2 separate regions of the Capsicum annuum genome follow, and region 1 is linked to region 2. A link is a contact called in public Hi-C data. All regions are on one chromosome and are shown on one strand. The core of a region is the stretch at or near the end of the contact, and the rest is flanking DNA. Distances in the headings are between cores, read along the strand shown.

Region 1 (2,886 bases), core at 65-2,564, 310 kb before region 2:
CCCATGAAACATAGTTTATTGTTCGAAAGTCATAAGTCTTGCCTTTATAATGTGATAGTCTCAACTCTTGCTCAGGAAATGTAACTTGAATGGAAGAAATCGGAGAAAAGAACAAAAATAATAAAGATTGCGAAAAAAGAAGAAAATGAAGAAAAATATTAAAAAAATAAAAATCAAAGAAAATGTAGAAGTTGAGAGAGAATAGGAAAAAATTAAAGGTTGATAAAAAAAAAAAAGAAAGATTGAATAAAAATAAAGGTAGAAAAATATAAAAAGAAAAAAAAGAAAAAAAATATATAAATATATATATATATATATATATATATATATATATATATATATATATGTTTGTATAAAATTAGACGTTGAATGGTGTAAAGGAAAAAAGTAAGGATTGAGAAAAACTAAAAAAAATTTAAAAAAAAGGAAAGAAAAATAAAAAATAAAAATAATAGAAAATAAAAAAGAAAAAAAGAATTTGAGAGGAAAAAAGGAAAAAAGTAAGGGTTAGATAAAATTAAAAATAAAAAGAGAAAAGAAAAAATAAAAATCAACGTAAAATTAAAAAGAGAAAAAAAGGAAAGTTGAAAGACATAAATATGGAGTTGTTATCCATTATGAGGATCATTTATGTAATTTACTCCATTGATCAGGGTAATTTTATTCAAAAAATAATAGTTAACAGGTAAAGACTATATTAAGGAAACTTTTTTATTTGGGGCTAAAATTTGAAAGTCATCCTAAGTTGGGTCTATTTTTGAGATTCATCCATTTTTAAAAGGGCCGAATATCCCAAATTGAAAATTATATCAGTATTATATATAAATTGTATCAATATTTTATATGAATTGTATCTGAACCACATACACCAAAATAACCTAAATTAGGAAATGACTATAAAATAAAAAATAAATTTTTTTTAAAAAATATCAAACTTGAATTATTTATTTTAAAAAGGTGCTATAGAGTGTGTCCTTTTTCAAAATGCTACCTCTACAACAAGGGTATTGTGAACATGTATAAATCATCCAAACAAGCGACGTGGTCCTTTAATTTTAACCCCAGCACAACATCTCTTTCATTTTAATTAGTATAAATAACATAAATATTAATTTTTTTGAAATTAATTACACTCTTTTCTATTTTTTAATTATTTTTTTTTTATTAATATGTATAATATAACTAATATATACATAACATTCTGTGTATATATTGAGTAAAAAGTGAAGATTTTTTATAATATTAAAAATATAAATTGTGTATTTGCTTAATTTTTAGTTTTAATTATTATTAGTATTATTATTCCAAAACTCACTACAAGCACAAATCTAGATTCCACCATACCCTTTTGAAAGTGTAGCTGCTTAAAGAAGCTTTTCTCTCTCTCTACATCTTGAGCGACACCACTGGAGATTGTGGAAACAAAAACCACAAGAAGATGAGTTGTAGAAAAAGAAGAAGAAACACACAATGAGAGCTCATCCCATTTGCAATTTTTCAATAAAACTACTATTACTAATTGTCACTACTTTTGCAACAGCAAACACCCAAATTCAAGATCTCATTAACAATCCCAAAACAAGAAGAATTCTTCATCAGCCACTTTTTCCAGACACTTCGTCATACCCACCTCCACCTCCACCCCCACCACCACTAGTTTCTGAACCCATTTTCCCCACCCCAGACCACCCCTTTTTCCCAGAAGTCCCCTCTATAGCAACCCCAGATCAAACGCCACAACAAGAAGTTCAACCAATTCAACCAAATGGGACACCAGTTTCAAGAACAAGCCCAATTTCCTCTCATCCAACAAACCCAACCAAGAAACTGGCAATTGCAGTGTCTGTTGGCATTGTCACTCTTGGAATGCTATCCGCTTTGGGATTCTACATCTACAAACACAAAGCTAAACACCCTGATGAAACCCAAAAGCTCGTTAGTAACAACAGTAGGAACAACTCTCATCGAGCCAATGAAGAATCAAGAATGCCACCTTCCAATTTTCTTTACATTGGAACAGTTGAACCATCATCATCCTCTCAACAAACCCAAGTGAACCACTCCAATAGTGTTGCTAATAATGCTTCACCTTATAGGAAACTTAGCCCTGCTAAGAAATCAGACAGGTCTAGACCAAGTCCAGAACTTCAACCACTTCCTCCATTGAGAAGTACTAGAGCCTTCCCTCCTCCTACCATAACAAATTCACCTGATCAAAGAATTTCATCGTCCGACGAAGAAAATCATCTTCGTGAAATCAAAATTTACAAGCCATATAATATTAGTAGTAGTGGTAACATAGTGACTAAATCTAGAGTAGAAAATCATGTGAATAATAATTCAATTCCCCATTCAAAGAGAACTTCTCCGAGATTGTCCCTTTTGTGTTCATCACCTGATATAAAACGCCCAATAATACCATCAGTGAAGCAAGCTTCACCGCCATCTCCACCACCACAACAAGAACAAGAACTTACATTGCAGCAAAAGAAGCCAAGTCTAACTTATGTTGTGCCACAAAGGGTGAAATTCTCTGCGCTACCACCTCCACCAGATATAGCAAGGCTTAAATCAATAAGCAACCAATCCCATGAAATGTCAAAAGTTCAAGCTCCAGCTCCCCCTCCACCACCGCCTCCACCTCCACCTCCACCTCCGCCTCTGCCTCCACTATCAGCCTCCCAAAAAATTGGAGGCAGAGTCGGCTCAAGGGTAAGTTCACTAATTCATCATATAGTAACATATAGATAATCTAATTTATGTTAATAAAAGTTGTCAAGTTTTATGTTTTATTATTATTTGGTCGTAGTTGTTGAGACGAGTGAGTAAATTATTCTAAAACATTAGTTTATACATTTACCTTTCTCTTCTGTTTTGATTTTTTTT
Region 2 (2,838 bases), core at 63-2,562:
TCTGATTTTTTAAATGGCTATACATGTAAAAAAAATTATTTTTGTAATATTGAAAAAGTACTATTATTTACGTAGTTAAGTCGTAAGGATAGCTTTTCATGTAATTTGCCTAAATAAAAGGGTAAAATAGACCCAATAGTTAGATGGAAAGAGCAGTTTAGACCTAATAGGTAGGTGGAAAGCGCATTTTAGGTCAGTTTTCATTGTATAGTTTCTACGAATATTGTTTGATTACAAAAATATCCTCCATTTCATTTTATTTTTTTCTTACATTTTCTTTTCGAACTTTACTCTTTCATTCTTAAAAATAAGATTTTCATCTTATTTAGCTTAAATATTTTTGTGTGTGTATTCTCATGATTGTATCGTGCGCTTTTTAAAAATAAAATTTTCATCTTAAATTTGTTTTAATAAAAGAAATTTTCTTGTTTTTGTCACTTCATTTAAACACATATCACTCTTATATTATAAAATATTAAAGTTATCTTTATTTTAATTGATATATAAACTTTAAATTTTTAAGTAACAAAAGATTATTTAATTAAAAATATGTTATTAAGTAGTGGAGTCAATATTTTTATAAAAGAAATCAAATTATAAGTAAACATAAGCATTAGGCAAACAAATTCAACGTATAATATATTCATAAATACAATTATATTTATAATGTAATTTTTTAATAGAAAAATATATTATCAAAAAAATAACGAGTAGTGAAGGAAATGATATTAAAAATTATGAAAATATATATATGGATGTGAAAAAGTGATGTAAAAAAAAGAGTTTATGAAGAATATTTTTGTTATTTTACACATTTTATCCTGGTATAAGTTATTGCGATATTACTATACCACCGCATGATAGGGTTAACTTATTCCGGTACTAACTATTAATCCTAGGATAAGTTATCTTATACTTTTGTAACCAAACAACGGATTAAGGGATACTAAAAAGTTATCCCGAAATTATCTTTTCTTATTCCGTACGCCAAACGATCCCTAAAGGGTAAATATGATACTCTCTCCGTTTAAAAAAGAATGATCTACTTTTCTTTTTAATTCGTTTAAAAAAGAATGATTCCTTTTCCTTTTTAGCAATTATTTAATTTCAACTTTCCACATGACATGTTTAAGACCACAAGATTAAAAGATATTTTGGTACATTTGACATATCTTTAATTTAACATCACAAAATTTAAAAGTCTCTTTATTTTCTTAAACTCTATATAAAGTTAAATTAGATCATTCTTTTTTTAAACGGAGTGAGTATTTTTTTCATTATAAACCTAAATATGGCTCAAAAATTGGATAAGAAAGGACAAACTTGTTGAAAGAAAAAAGTCATTCCGGATCTTTTCTCACAACTCTTATCCCAAATAAAATACACGTCCAAGCGCTAGCATCCCTTTTATTCAAATTCAAAATTCACCACCGTCGACGTCTTCCTTCCCTCCCACCCTTTCTAGAACAAGAAAATCCGCTAAAATTCTTCATCCCATCAATGGAGAAACGCCTTCGTTCTTCGCTCAAAACTTCTGCCGAAGAATTCCTTTCTTCAATAACAAAACTGGGTTTCAATAAATCCATTAAACCCTCTCTCAAAACCCTAATCCATTCCCTCTCCCCTTCTTCAGCTCTCATCACTACGCTCCCGCTCGCTCTCCACAACTCCATTACACAATCCATTCGTAAATACAAAGCCGTGAATGAATCCAACGATGTCGTTTTATCTCCTCAAACCCCGCCTACTAAACGCGTACGCAGATCTGCTAGGAACAAGAAGTGTGAAGAAGAAGGAGACAATGAAGATGAGGCGAAGGGATTGATAGTTGAGAATATTCGTATATATGTGTATGTGGGGTCTCTTTGTGTTTCTCATCCGAGAAAAGTGTTTAGTGAATCGGATTTGTTGCAGGGGGTTAAGGAGTTACATGATAGTTTGATTTTTTTTGATATTGATTCTGTTTTGGCATCGGAGATTGCTAATTTATGCGAGGATTGGTGGAAGGAGGGGCTGTTTGGGAAGGAAGTGCTTATTTCTCAGGCGTTGCCATTTTTGTTGTCGAGGGCATTGACGTTGAAGAAGAAAGTGGATGTGCATAGGGTTTATGTGTTGAGGGAGGCATTTACGCTGTTGGATTTTGAGGATGAGAGTATTGAGGATTTGAAGCATTTGATAATGCGTTGTGTGATTTCGCCTCTTTTTTTGAAGACGGAGGATGGGAGGAAATTTATTGCGTTTACGTTTGGTTTGAGCGTGCAGCTTTTGAAAGAGGCGTTGGCTATGCTTAAATCACAGATTCCGTTTGGACGTAAGTCGATTTTGGAGGCGTTTGGGGAGATTGTTTTTCGGGCGTGGAAGGTGTCGGAAGAAATGGCTAAGGATGAGATTGAGAATGGGTTCTTGCAAGGGATAATAGATAGCTGTATACATGCTAGTTCAGCTGTACTTGCTGTGTCCACTCGAAGGGTTTTAGGGGGATTTATTAATCAGAGAACCACAGAGGGAGTAGAGAAGCTCATTTTTTGTCTTGCTGAGCCTGTCATATTCCGGTCCTTGCAGGTATTGCATATAGTTGTACTCCTTATTTCAAGTTTCAGGAATTGTTGTAACTTTCTGACCTTTGGTCCAACTTTCTGTGGCATCTTTTCACTTCTTATATATCTTGACTATTTTCGTATCTTTATTTTCCTAGTATTTCGATTTGAAAAGTTTTTGCCTTACAGATATTGTCTTGCATCATTTGTTCACAAGTTTCATTGGGATTGAGTTCCATAAATAGAAAACTTTGCTAAAAGCATGGAACTTTTTACATGTTTTGTTGGGGGTGAGTTGCAC

What was found. Hi-C and Micro-C count contacts between places; a contact is called where the count stands out from the background.
Region 1: a Hi-C map of placenta shows a contact between it and region 2, with 3 times the contacts expected there. The contact joins the promoter of LOC107868008 here to the promoter of LOC107868009 in region 2. A contact is called at or near these places in 2 of 5 Hi-C or Micro-C datasets (leaf and placenta).

What each region holds. Positions count from the first base shown.
Region 1 is chr4:38,840,171-38,843,056 of UCD10Xv1.1, reverse strand. LOC107868008 (formin-like protein 6) reads left to right here and starts at 1,314. Exons shown (of 5, transcript XM_016714544.2): 1 at 1,314-2,712. The coding sequence starts at 1,471.
Region 2 is chr4:38,534,154-38,536,991 of UCD10Xv1.1, reverse strand. LOC107868009 reads left to right here and starts at 1,312. Exons shown (of 5, transcript XM_016714545.2): 1 at 1,312-2,562. The coding sequence starts at 1,501.